Linked DNA regions of Mus musculus: regions 2, 3 and 4 are each linked to region 1. Evidence: chromatin contacts called from public Hi-C and HiChIP or PLAC-seq data. All regions are on one chromosome and are shown on one strand. Each heading gives the region's core, a stretch centred on a gene start, on an enhancer-like site or on the middle of the called end of the contact. The rest is flanking DNA. Distances are from core to core; before and after follow the strand shown.

Evidence for each region. A called contact is a pair of places that touch in the nucleus more often than the background predicts. HiChIP or PLAC-seq counts read pairs in DNA pulled down with a chosen protein or histone mark.
Region 2: an H3K27ac HiChIP or PLAC-seq map of heart atrium shows a contact between it and region 1, with 10 times the contacts expected there. The contact joins two enhancer-like sites. A contact is called at or near these places in 2 of 484 Hi-C or Micro-C datasets (induced pluripotent stem cells and regulatory T cells) and 4 of 115 datasets of contacts at active chromatin or transcription factors (bone marrow-derived macrophages, cardiomyocytes, heart atrium and 1 more).
Region 3: an H3K27ac HiChIP or PLAC-seq map of cardiomyocytes shows a contact between it and region 1, with 4 times the contacts expected there. The contact joins two enhancer-like sites. A contact is called at or near these places in 1 of 484 Hi-C or Micro-C datasets (liver), 2 of 115 datasets of contacts at active chromatin or transcription factors (cardiomyocytes and embryonic stem cells) and 1 of 9 other capture datasets (embryonic stem cells).
Region 4: a Hi-C map of cardiomyocytes shows a contact between it and region 1, with 2.0 times the contacts expected there. The contact joins the promoter of Map3k20 here to the enhancer-like site in region 1. A contact is called at or near these places in 1 of 39 promoter capture datasets (embryonic stem cells), 1 of 15 datasets of contacts at CTCF or cohesin (large pre-B cells), 1 of 484 Hi-C or Micro-C datasets (cardiomyocytes), 4 of 115 datasets of contacts at active chromatin or transcription factors (the 230-238 cell line, embryonic stem cells, pancreatic cancer cells and 1 more) and 1 of 9 other capture datasets (embryonic stem cells).

Annotation. Positions count from the first base shown.
Region 1 is chr2:72,751,340-72,754,113 of GRCm38.p6, reverse strand. All of the region lies in intron 4 of 6430710C18Rik (RIKEN cDNA 6430710C18 gene), which reads left to right. Among named protein-coding and RNA genes, the nearest start is that of Gm46747, 10 kb to the left of the region's middle. Within about 2 kb of position 1,338, at least 47 of the 459 cell types and tissues checked have an H3K27ac peak or open chromatin away from gene starts, as enhancers often do. A contact at or near this core is called in cardiomyocytes, heart atrium and regulatory T cells, where this site is marked.
Region 2 is chr2:73,058,727-73,061,637 of GRCm38.p6, reverse strand. No RefSeq gene overlaps it. Among named protein-coding and RNA genes, the nearest start is that of Gm39850, 51 kb to the right of the region's middle. Within about 2 kb of position 1,562, at least 42 of the 459 cell types and tissues checked have an H3K27ac peak or open chromatin away from gene starts, as enhancers often do. A contact at or near this core is called in heart atrium and regulatory T cells, where this site is marked.
Region 3 is chr2:73,037,165-73,040,007 of GRCm38.p6, reverse strand. No RefSeq gene overlaps it. Among named protein-coding and RNA genes, the nearest start is that of Gm39850, 30 kb to the right of the region's middle. Within about 2 kb of position 1,482, at least 137 of the 459 cell types and tissues checked have an H3K27ac peak or open chromatin away from gene starts, as enhancers often do. A contact at or near this core is called in cardiomyocytes, where this site is marked.
Region 4 is chr2:72,284,266-72,286,965 of GRCm38.p6, reverse strand. Map3k20 (mitogen-activated protein kinase kinase kinase 20) reads right to left here and starts at 1,329. Exons shown (of 20, transcript NM_023057.5): 1 at 1,111-1,329.

The sequences.
Region 1 (2,774 bases), core at 89-2,588:
CTGGGGCTGACAAGGTGGAGGGAGAGAACCCGCTGCAGCAAGCAGTCCTCTGACCTCTGTACTTTCTCTGTGTCACCTAAGCACACCCTTCCCAAATAAGTGAAGTGATAAAAAACATAAGGCCTCATCCTTTGGACCAGAGTCCAGTATGATAAGAAGCCTTCTCAAGAAGGCTACGTCTGTGCAATACTAGGAGAAAGGGCCATGCATAGCTACCCGTGTGGTGTGGCTTGTTTATTCTGAAGAGTTTTGAAGGGGAAAAAAAATCTATTCTATCACCATTATGTTCAGAATTATTTATTTTTCAATTACAAAATAATGACAATAAAAATACCACATCAACTAGCTGTTCCTAGCATATGCACTTAAAGGAGAGACATGGCGGCAAAGGTGGGGTGCTAAGCATGAAAATGAGCACCCCTTGAACCTTGACTGAGCTCCACAGGTTCACAAAGTAACAAATTCTTTAGCAATAGGCACACTGCATCTGTCCCGGCCAGTTTTACATCAGTTTGAAACTGTATAGAGACATCTGAAAGGAGGGAACCTCGATTGAGAAAATGTCTCCATAAGGTCAGGCTGTGGGTCAGACTGTAGAGCATTTTCTAAATTAGTGATTGGTAGGGGAAGGCCCAGCCCATTGTGGGTGGTGCCACCTTTGGGCTTTTAGTCCTGGATTCTATAAGAAAGCAAGCTGAGCAAGCCAGGCAGAGCAAGTCAGTAAGCAGCACCCATCTATGGCTTTTGCTTCAGCTCTTGCCTCTTGCTTGAGTTCCTGTCCTGGCTTCCTTCATTGATAGACTACAATGTGGAAATGTGAGCCAAATAAGCCCTCTCCTCTCTAATTTGTTTTTTGATCATGGTGTTTCGTTGTACCATGTTTTATATTGAAAAGCGTTTAAATTAGAGCATCTCTCCATCCATTAATCGCAGTGTGTGTGTTATATACCCCAAACAGTCTTATCAAGATGTCCCTGCTTTCGTTGGCATATCTGCAGCAGCCAGGGCTTGCTATTCCTTCTCATAAAGGCTCACTACATTTTACCACACAGAAGTAATTTGATAGTGTTGGTGATTCCAGGAATTGAGATTTCATGAGAAATTGTTGGCAAGGGGCCTTTTGCTTTCTGGGATGTTTGCCAGGAAGTTTATCTGTGTCTGTCTTCACAGACTTTGTTGACAATCGCCTTCTTAGCAGGTGACAGGTGTGACCTTTGATCCCTACCTTTCATCGCATTTATTTTAAAACTCCTTATCTTATCCATGACCCTGCAGTAAACTTCAAACAGGTCTGACTGCAAGGAGTAAGCTTTGGCTGGAACCTGTCAGCTGGGCTTACTGGACCAGGTGCTGCCTACACTATGTATTGTCTTCTCAGAAACCCCAGGGAAATGGGCTGTGGCCTCTTCCTGAGTACAGGGATGTGAACAGGAAGTAGATCTCTCTCCTTGAGAACGGCAAAGGCCCATGAGTTTAGACTGGAAATCCACTGCTTTCCCCGCTGAGCAATCTTGGCAGGAGTTTTGTGGAGTCAGGGCAGAGTGACGGCAAGGATGGAAACAGGTCCTCTCTTTTGATTCTCCGTGAGTTTGAACCAGACTCTCTGCTCTGGTCTGAATCCTTTCTTTTTAAAAGGCAGAAAAGATAGCTATCTTAGTGGTTGTAGAGACTCAAAGGCCCTTAAAGACTATAATCTCTGTTAATGTGGAGTAAAATACTGAGCTGATATAGCATAGTGTCCCAGATGGAGTCAAAACCATAACTACAAACTGGAATCAGGGGTGTTCAGGCATTCTCAATGCACCCCATACGCTCTCTCTGGGTGCCCAGCCCTCCACAGGCAAAGGCTACTTCTCACAGAGATAGTGGGGTCTGGGATCCAGAGGCAGAAGGTTCGTTTGGAGGCTGACTTCACCACTCAAGAACTTTGTGAGCTTGTACAATACTTAACATTTTTCTACAGCAGATCCTTCACCTCTATCAAAAAGAGTATAATCTGACACGTGGTGACATATACCTACAGTCCTAGTTAGTACTCAGGAACCTGGGGGATGGGGGGGGCGGGGGGGGTGGATTTTGAGTTTGAGGCCAGCCTGAGCTTCACCATGAAACTGTCTCAAACAACAAAATCCCTATAAAACCAAATCCTGGGTATTGTATGAGTCCCAAAAGATGTTAGCTATTAAGTGCTTAGAACAGAGCCTAATACTCACCACGCAGCAAGCTGGCATTGCCTTTTCTTCTTCCATGATTGCTACTGACTGGTGGGGTGGGGTGGGGTGGGGTGGGGTGGGGTGGGGTGGGGTGGGATGGTCAGAGTTGGTGTGAACAAGGCTCATTTTACCTTACATTCTGGCTCTGTGAGTTCAGACTAGTCTTTTGTGTGTCTGTGCCTTCATTTCCTCCTCTGCCAAATGTAGTTAAAAATAGAACTGATCTCATAGGACTCTGTTGGCGATTTACTGAGGATCAATGGGAGACACCCTTAGCTGTTGCCTAATATTACCAGGATTTTGGTTGTGTTAAGTTAGGTCAGAGGGGAGGGGACTGGGAAGATGCCATCCTTTGAACCTCAGGGAATGGATAACACAGGCAGAGGACACAGGAATCATTTTGTTTTTTTAGACAAAGTGACAAAGACTGGAGAATAAACCTTCCCCACCATTGGAAGAACAAGGAGGGGCTTCTGTGTCTTAATACTGTACAGAATGCTCGGGTGGCGGGTGAAGCCAGAGGTCACAGCTGTGACCCGTGAATGGCTCTCTTAGGTGCCC
Region 2 (2,911 bases), core at 313-2,812, 310 kb before region 1:
TATATGTTACTGCTCTTCTCCTGGGTGGTTTCATAATCGATCTCGCATACAATTATATCCCTTGTGTTTTATTTTCACTTAGTTTTATGGTCTTCTTATTTTCTTTTGCATCTTTTACATTTTAAATAATTTAGAACATGGGGGATGAAGGGATGACTCAGCAGTTAACAGCTCTTGTTGAGGATGTGAGTTCAGTTCCCAGCACCCATGTCCAGTGGCTCACCACTGCCTGTAACTGCAGACGTCAGGGTTGGGGAATCCTATGCATCTGGCTTCCATGGACGTGGGCTATCACATGCTAAAATCTGCACACAGACTTAGGCATGCATACTAAATTTAAAAAGAAATCATAAAATGAATATTTTTAAGTCCATAAGAGAATAATTTCAAATATGGGAGACTTTTATATTTTATGTAAATTTAAAGATGTCCTCACTAGCCTTCCTTACAGCCTCAGTCCTTCTTCCCAACTGGGTCCCTACCAATCCCTACATGCCACCAAGGTCCCTACCAATCCCTACATGCCACCAAGGTCCCTACCAATCCCTACATGCAACCAACTTCACAGGGTTTTTGTTTATTTAAGTTTTTTTTTAACTAGCTTATAATTATTGTACAAAGAAGTAGGTCATATAGAGACATTTGGAGTTCTAGTTTATTTTTCCTGTATATCTTTTATTTGTATGAAATTAGTGTGCTACATCTGCTCTTTATTCCATTTTCCTCCATTTACTGCACCTTACAAGTACTGTATCATCTGTCCCTTCCAGCTGTGGGGCTCTTCATTATGGGAACATGGCATCATTTACTTCAATTAGACCAAGCACCTAGGTTGCTTGCAACATTTTGTTGTGACAAATGGCGACCTTGAAGACCTCTTACTTTGTGGACACACACTTGCAAGGTAAGTTCCTTGAGTTAGGATTGCTGGGTTCAAAGGTAAACACACGATGGTTTTACTAAATATTTCCAAATTCTTTCTGCGGAGATTGTACCTTTTTTCTTTTCCACTCACGAAGAGGTTTCTCTACAGTGCTCATTGTCAAACTTCCGACCCTGCCTCAGTCTCCTCTGGTGAGACTGTGTATCACCATACCCTACAAACAGTCTCCCTTTGTTAGGCACAACAATAAGGTGTATTTTTTTAACCTGCTGAAGAGGCGATGTGTGGAGCCGGCCCAACCGGCATAGTTGGTTTTTCATCTCATTTCCTTTTCGGAGGAAGTGAGCCTAGACTGGGGAGCTTAGCGCTGATTAGAAAGGATGTCACCCCTGTAATCTGGACCAACAGGTGTACAAAATGCCCCTGATTCACACACAGAGTTTGAGTCATGAACTTCCCCCACGCCCAGGATATAAATAAATCCACCCAAGTGTCCCCTGACGTTTGTATGGTTTCATGTTTCACATCAGGACTCCTGGTCCATTAGGACGTTATCCTGGTGAACGGCAAGACCTATGGACCCAGATTTCTAGGCAAGGTGACCCCATGGAACTGTGGGGGGGGGGGTGGGAATGAGTGTCAATCCTTACGGTGCAGGCCACTAGGTGGCGGTCCTTCAGGTTCGTTTCTGCAGAAGTTTGGCAAGAAATCTAAGTCTTCAAAGATAAAGGAAATGACTCTAGGTGTAACTGACCGAGAGGACGTCCTTCTGGAACATTCCCCTCATCGTCATAGCCTTAGATTCTGGAGGGAAGCTCCGTGTTTCTCTCCCCACACTGGAAAGTGTTTGCCCCGATACCTTCATTCCCACCAGAGGTCCACAAGGGCCACAGTGTGTGTGTACACTGCCCTGCAGGGATGTCACCAGGCCCAGGGCTAAATATGGCATAGAGATGATAAAAAGGAATAACTATGCTGACTGCCCTGACCTGAAATTCTGAGGAGGCTGGAGCTGGGAATGACAAAATGTAGGCTTCCATTCCAGGGTAGCTACCAGCTGGCCGAGTTACTGCAGGCACCTGCTTAGCCACCTGCCCTTTAGTTTCCCCATAAATAAAATGGGGCAACATCTGCCTGGCCTGAGTGCAAAGCATGTAGAAGAGATAAGATGATCCATGTGTTGCAAAGTAAGAGGCACTGTGCAAACGTGTTTTCCCATCATTATATTATGTTTTGTCCTGTATAGGTGTGTCTCTCTTGAATATGGAAGATATATATGGAATATATATATGGAATATATATATGGAATATATCTGTGGAATATATATATATATATATATATATATGGAATATATCTGTGGAACATATATGTGGAATATATCTGTGGAACATATATGTGGAATATACATATAAATAAATATATGGAATATATATATATATGCTGACTAAAGGGTGATTCCTGTTTATAAGGCCAATTTTGCACCTCTCTCCTGTTATGAAAAACAAACCCATCCGGGCGTGGTGGCATATGCCTTTAATCCCAGCACTTGGGAGGCAGAGGCAGGCGGATTTCTGAGTTTGAGGCCAGCCTGGTCTACAAAGTGAGTTCCAGGACAGCCAGGGCTATACAGAGAAACCCTGTCTTGAAAAACAAAAAACAAATTAAAAACAAAACAAAACAAAACAAAACAAAACAAAACAAAACAGAAATATCCTTCCTGGTCACAGATTTCCACAGCCCTCCTCATTTTCCAAGAGTGGTTATCAGCATGGAAAAATTAACTTTTTTAATATTGTTGTAATGATTTGTATATTCTTGGACCAGGGAGTGGCACCATTTGGAGGTGTGGCCTTGTTGGAATAGGTGTGACCTGGTTGGAGTAGGTGTGTCACTGTGGGTGTGGGCTTAAGACTCTTACTTCAGTTGCCTGGAAGTCAGTCTTCCACTAGCAGCCTTTGGATGAAGACGTAGAACTCTCAGCTCTGCCCGCGCCATGACAGCCTGGATGCTGCCATGCTCCCACCTTG
Region 3 (2,843 bases), core at 233-2,732, 290 kb before region 1:
TTTTTGAAGAACTTCAAGTTTTTTATGCTTGTAAGAGCCAAGTTTGGTTTTTTGTTTTTGTTTTTTTTTTTTATAAATAAGCTAAAATACAGTAGTCTGATGAAATTATAGTCATCACAGAAATTATAATTGAAACAGTGAGATCTTTTCCTAGAGATGTCAGCACATACTATTATCATAGAGTGTGTGTGTGTGGTTGTGTGTGTGTGTGGGGGGGGGTATAGCGTAGGATATGAGTATGGTATATATACTGAGCTCATAGAGGCCAGATAAGACATCCCTACCCTGGTCCTAACCCTGAGAAGTTAATGTGATAGTGTGTGCAGGAGGCCTGAAGTTCCAGGCACCCTAATAGGAGATCAGTCCAAGCTGCTGGAAGGACAATGAGTAAGGACAGGCATGGTTCAGGGTCAAAGTGCACATAGCCTAGGCTCTGGAGGTTCTGTAGTAAACCATCCAAGATCCTGTTACCCTGTTTTACCCCATTTAACCGAGGGTTTCCTAATCATTTCCTTTCTCATTATTTTGACACCCAGTATTTGATGTTTGATTTTGTAACATCCCTCTCCCCAGATATATTTTAGTAAAATTGCAGCAAGCTAGGTTTTGTTTTTTTTTTTTTTTTTTTTTTTTTTTGACAGTGAACTAACAGCATCGTGGTTTAAGACAATTTTGCAAGAATGTTTGGACAGTCCAGTGGACTCCTGGTTTCTCCCTGTGTCAAAATCAGCTTGGGAAAACCACTGTCGAAGCGATGCAGTCCTGCTGTTTTTCTCTTCTGTTTTCTCTTTTCTTTTCTTCTTTCTTTCTTTCTTTTTTGCACAGATCTCTGATGATGAGGTGATGGCTTATATTTGTAATTTGTATGCTATTAACTGTTTGTTACAGAATGCATTATCTCAGTTTCCCCCATAGCAACTCTAAGTACAGGGAACTTACTCTGTTATGGGACTTCCAGCGCGCGCGCGCGCGCGCGCGCGCGTGTGTGTGTGTGTGTGTGTGTGTGTGTGTGTGTGAGAGAGAGAGAGAGAGAGAGAGAGGCAGACAGACAGACAGACAGACAGAGACAGAGAGAGGTGATGTGTTTCTTTGATCACATTATCTAGGTTTCCCATTGTAGTTAAGTTAGAATGTTGCCTGTAAATTCCTATCGGGACTTTGTTCTCCATTCCTCAAACTAGTAATCATTCCTGTCACTGTCTGAGGACAATGAAGCCTTGAGGACCCCAGGAAAAAATGTTAACCAGGGTTCTCAGTCATCGACAGCTCGCAGCACACGGCAGGGCCATCATGGGGCCACACAGAAGCACCAAGAAATCCTTCACATTGTGCAATGGGGTCTGACTTCTCCCCATTGGTCCAGGTCTTCATGCTCTTTCCACGTCCGCCCAACTGCGTCACGTTTTTTCAGGGAGTGTGTGTGTGGGGGGAGGGGGGGGCTGCATACTACCGCAGATATTCCCGTTGGCTGGGAGGCGCCCCTCCTGTGCTTGGCTCATCTTGCCTTGGAGCCTCCTCCAGAGCGTGGGGGTGGGCCTGGGCTCAACAAGTCAGTCCCAGGAAGGCGCAGCCCTGACCCTGCGGCCCTCCCTGCTGGGAGCTCCGGGGTGGGGCGAGACCCAGGGAGGACAGCGCCTAGGACAGGTCAGCTCAAGCCAGCCCTGTGGTGCACACAGCTGGGGGCGACGGGACCCTACTGGGCTGTGGGCTGAGTGAGGTCAGGCCCCGCCTTAGAAAACACAGATCAAGAGTATTCCTGGGGTTTTGTTATGAAAGGTCTGGGTGGGTGGGTGGTGGGTCAGATTCTTTCATCAACCCTTCCAAAAAGTCCCTTCTTCTGAAAGTGGGTCTTGCTTCATAACTAGAGGAAGGGGACTGTGGAAATACGTCCTTAGTGGTGCTCGCTGGAGTGAACACCCATGAAGGATGAGGGTCTTAGGCTCCGGCATCGCTCTCTCCTAAGTTCCATGTTGGGGGTGTGAAGTTTGAAGTACCTGCAGAGGCACTGACTGTTCTGCTGAGGTCCACAAGGCCTGTGATTCACAGCAAAGCTCAGTCTTGCATCGTGACTGAAGTGCTGAGGTTGTCAGACTGCTCCAGAGAGCGCCGGCTGTTCCTGCCCTGCCCTTGGAGATACTGAGATTCGTTGTTAGAGAAACACACTCTCCTCTTACCCCTCACTCACTGCTTCTGAGTCCAGATTGCAGACTCGGAAGTTTGTTTCTAGTGACAAAGGATTGGATGCTTCCTCATTGCCTCGGGACATCACACAGAAGTCACAGTTAACAGCCCACCTCTGGAGAAAGACTTTAGGAGTCAAATCGGAGCTCTGGTTCACACTAATTCTCAGCCCTTCCTGGAAGTTACTCATTCCCCTGTTATCAAGTGAGGAGAGTAAAAATAGTGCCTACCTCACAAGCTTTACTGGAAGGTTAACCGGAATGATTCAAGTAGAGTTTATTTAGAGTTTTAGACTGTTTTGCAATGCGATAACTGCATTACCGGGTAGTTTATAAGAGAAGAGGGGCTGGTCTGCCCAAGGTTCTGAAAGATGTGAAGCCACAGGCATGTTGCAAGAGACTGAGAGCTGTGTCACTCCATAGCAGAAGGCATAAGGACAAAACAAGAGAATAGAGGAACACCAGGGTCTGGCTCAGTTTTATATCACAACGCTTCTTATGGTAACCCCTTTTCCGAGATAAGGACATTCATCCATTCGTAAAGGCACAACCTCCACACCTAATCCCTTATTTGGCCCTGGCTCCTAAGACAAAATGGTCATGAAAAGCTCACAGATATCGAGAGAAAGGTTTTTATAGGAATTTCAGAGTTATGGAAAATTC
Region 4 (2,700 bases), core at 80-2,579, 470 kb after region 1:
ACAGTGCTCCAAAGACCATTTTTCTCTCTTAATTCTCTCTTTCTAAACAAGCTAAATTCATGTTCATTTACAATCTCCCAAATCTCTCACTATTGTAGCAGAAATCTAAAACAAAGACTCTACAAATGATCAAAACCATAATTAAAATGCAGCCGTCACTTTTTTTTAAGATAAAAAAAGAATGAAATTTCAGAGTAGAGACAGGCCGATGACAAAGAAGTCTGGTCTTGAATCATTTGTTTATTTTTATCGTTAAATATTTTGGTAGGTTTGGATCCACTAAATGCTGGCAGTTGGTTTCATCTACAGTCAAGAAGACCAGAAGATTCGCTACAACCACTTTAGGGGTAAAACAGGAACTCACTTTAACAACCATCCGAACTCAGATGTCCTCAATCCATTCTGGAAGACGGTTCTCACACGCATTATTAATGAAGGCTGCTTATTGTGAAATCGCTGGAACGGGCCACCAAATGGTGTGCTTTCATTATTAACGAAACTAGCAAAAATAGTAATTATGTTCTCCATAAACAGTGCTTATGCAGGATCTCCAGGCGCATGAGAAACATACATTTTCAGCAACCCAACAATGACGTGCCATTGTTGTTTTTTTTCAGGCAGTTCCAATGTCATCTGGGCAGTTTAGAATTAAAGTTTTTCCCGAGATCTGTCACGCGCGGGGCGAGGCGTGGCTGCGGCCCGGGTCACCCAGTGCCCACCCTGGTGTAGATCCCCGCGCCTGCGACACCCGCGTGTGCTCCCACGGAAGGCGAGGGTGCTCGGGAAGGGCAGCCGCCGCAGGTTCCCCGGGATCGCCGCGAGCTGTGCCAGGCCGGACTCTTCCGGGCACCGAGTGCCCGGCTGGACCGGCCCGGACATGCCCAAGCCGTCCTCGGCCCAGCGGCAAGGGACTGAGGGCTCAGGGGCTGCGGTCTCGGGGTCTGCGGGCTCGGGGACCACGGGTCTCCAGGGCACCGGGGGCGAGCCAAGGACAGCCGCCCGCCGAGCCCCGGCCTCCCGCAGCCGCGCTGCCCCGGCCCCGCAGGCCCCGGTCCCGCCGGTCCTCCAGCGGAGCTCCCTCCCGCCTCTCCCGTCCCCCACAGCCCTTACCTGGCTCCCGGATCGGGCGCGAGCGGCGGCGGGGGTCGGGGACGGCGGCCCGCGCGGCTCCCACGCTTCCGCCGGAGTCAGGAGTTGAACATTCCGCCTCTCCGCGCGGCGCCAATGAGGAAGACGTCGCGGCAACAGCACCACCTACCTCCGAGCGTGGAACCGCCGGCCGGCCAGCCTCCGGGCACGCCCGGCTCGGTGCCCAGCAGGGAGGCCGGGGCTCGGGGTCGCGGAGAGCCCGGTTGCTGCCCCCCCCCCCTTACCCCCCGTGAGACTGAATGCACTTGGCTGGGAAGGGGACAGCAGGGAAGGCAATGTCAGGGTCGCGGGTGCCTCAGTGGGACCATCAACAGGTACTTTGGAGATTTTGAGGAGGAGTCAAGGCCTGCTGCTCTGGTTGGTGACTTTTAAGATGAAGTGCCCGCGATTTCCCATCGAGGAGACAGAGTCCATGACAAGTGTGAACAAAACGTGTCACCTGGCTTTGGGAAGAAAAGAAATTGATCGGGGAGGATGTAGATGGAGTGGAAAAAGAGGAGAGGTTGCAAAAGTAGGGAACACAGTTTCTGAATTAGAATTTCACGTGTACACACGTGGAGAGTTAAGGAAAGTTGAAATCGTGCAAAATGGATATTCGTATTTTAGTGCATGGCTTTATATTTGGAGCAGGAGGCTTACCAGCCTGAAGATGTTAAGCCATATTCTCTTTCCTCCCCATCCATTTTAGTAGTGGTTTAGAGAGTTGCTTAGGGATGGAAACAAGATAAGTGGTAGATATTGTCACTACCAGGTAACAGATAGAATCGTGAAGGCTAGAGTTAGAGGGTACAGTTTGGGATCGTTTTTAAAAAGAAAATTGGAATTGAGAGACATGTTTCAGAAAGAGGCCACAGAAATTTGTGACCCATTCGGTTGGGAAAGAAGAAAGCGGTGATGCCAAGATTTGAGACCTGGGTGACTGGAAGAACGATGGTGTCATTGACAGAAATAGAAATCTGTGGAGAGGAAACTGGCTTCCTGCTGAGTTTTGAAGTCAGGAGAGGAAAAACAGGCAGAGATGAAACAAGAAACGGAAATCAGAAAAGAAGCCCAAAGAGAAATAGAAATTTTGAAAACCGTTCATATATATTTAATATATGAATGGGAAAGGATGGGTAAATATACACTAATGAAAAAAGAAACCACTTTCTGGTCTGTGATTACAAAGACTGAGGATTTTGGATTAATAAATTGCATTTTGGTAACTGAGAAGGTTGATGAAAACTATCCAGCTAAAAAAAATTCTTTTGTAGGTGATCAAACAATTGTTTAAAAAAAAAAAAAAGCTGTCTATCTACTCAAAAAAAAAAAAAAAAAAAAGGGTGCTGGGCTCTTGAGCGCGAAATGAACATGAGACTGCAGTCACCTTAGCTTTAAAGACATCCGATTGTGTCCTGACTCTGGCTGAGGAATCAGAGAGCCTGACTTTGCTGTTGCTCCTCTCAGTTGTCACATGGGACACTTAACAGGCAGTCCTCAGTTTCCTGCTCACCAAAATCAGGTGTTAGCCACTGGTTCCAGCTTGCCAGTCACCAGCCATCCATACCTTGC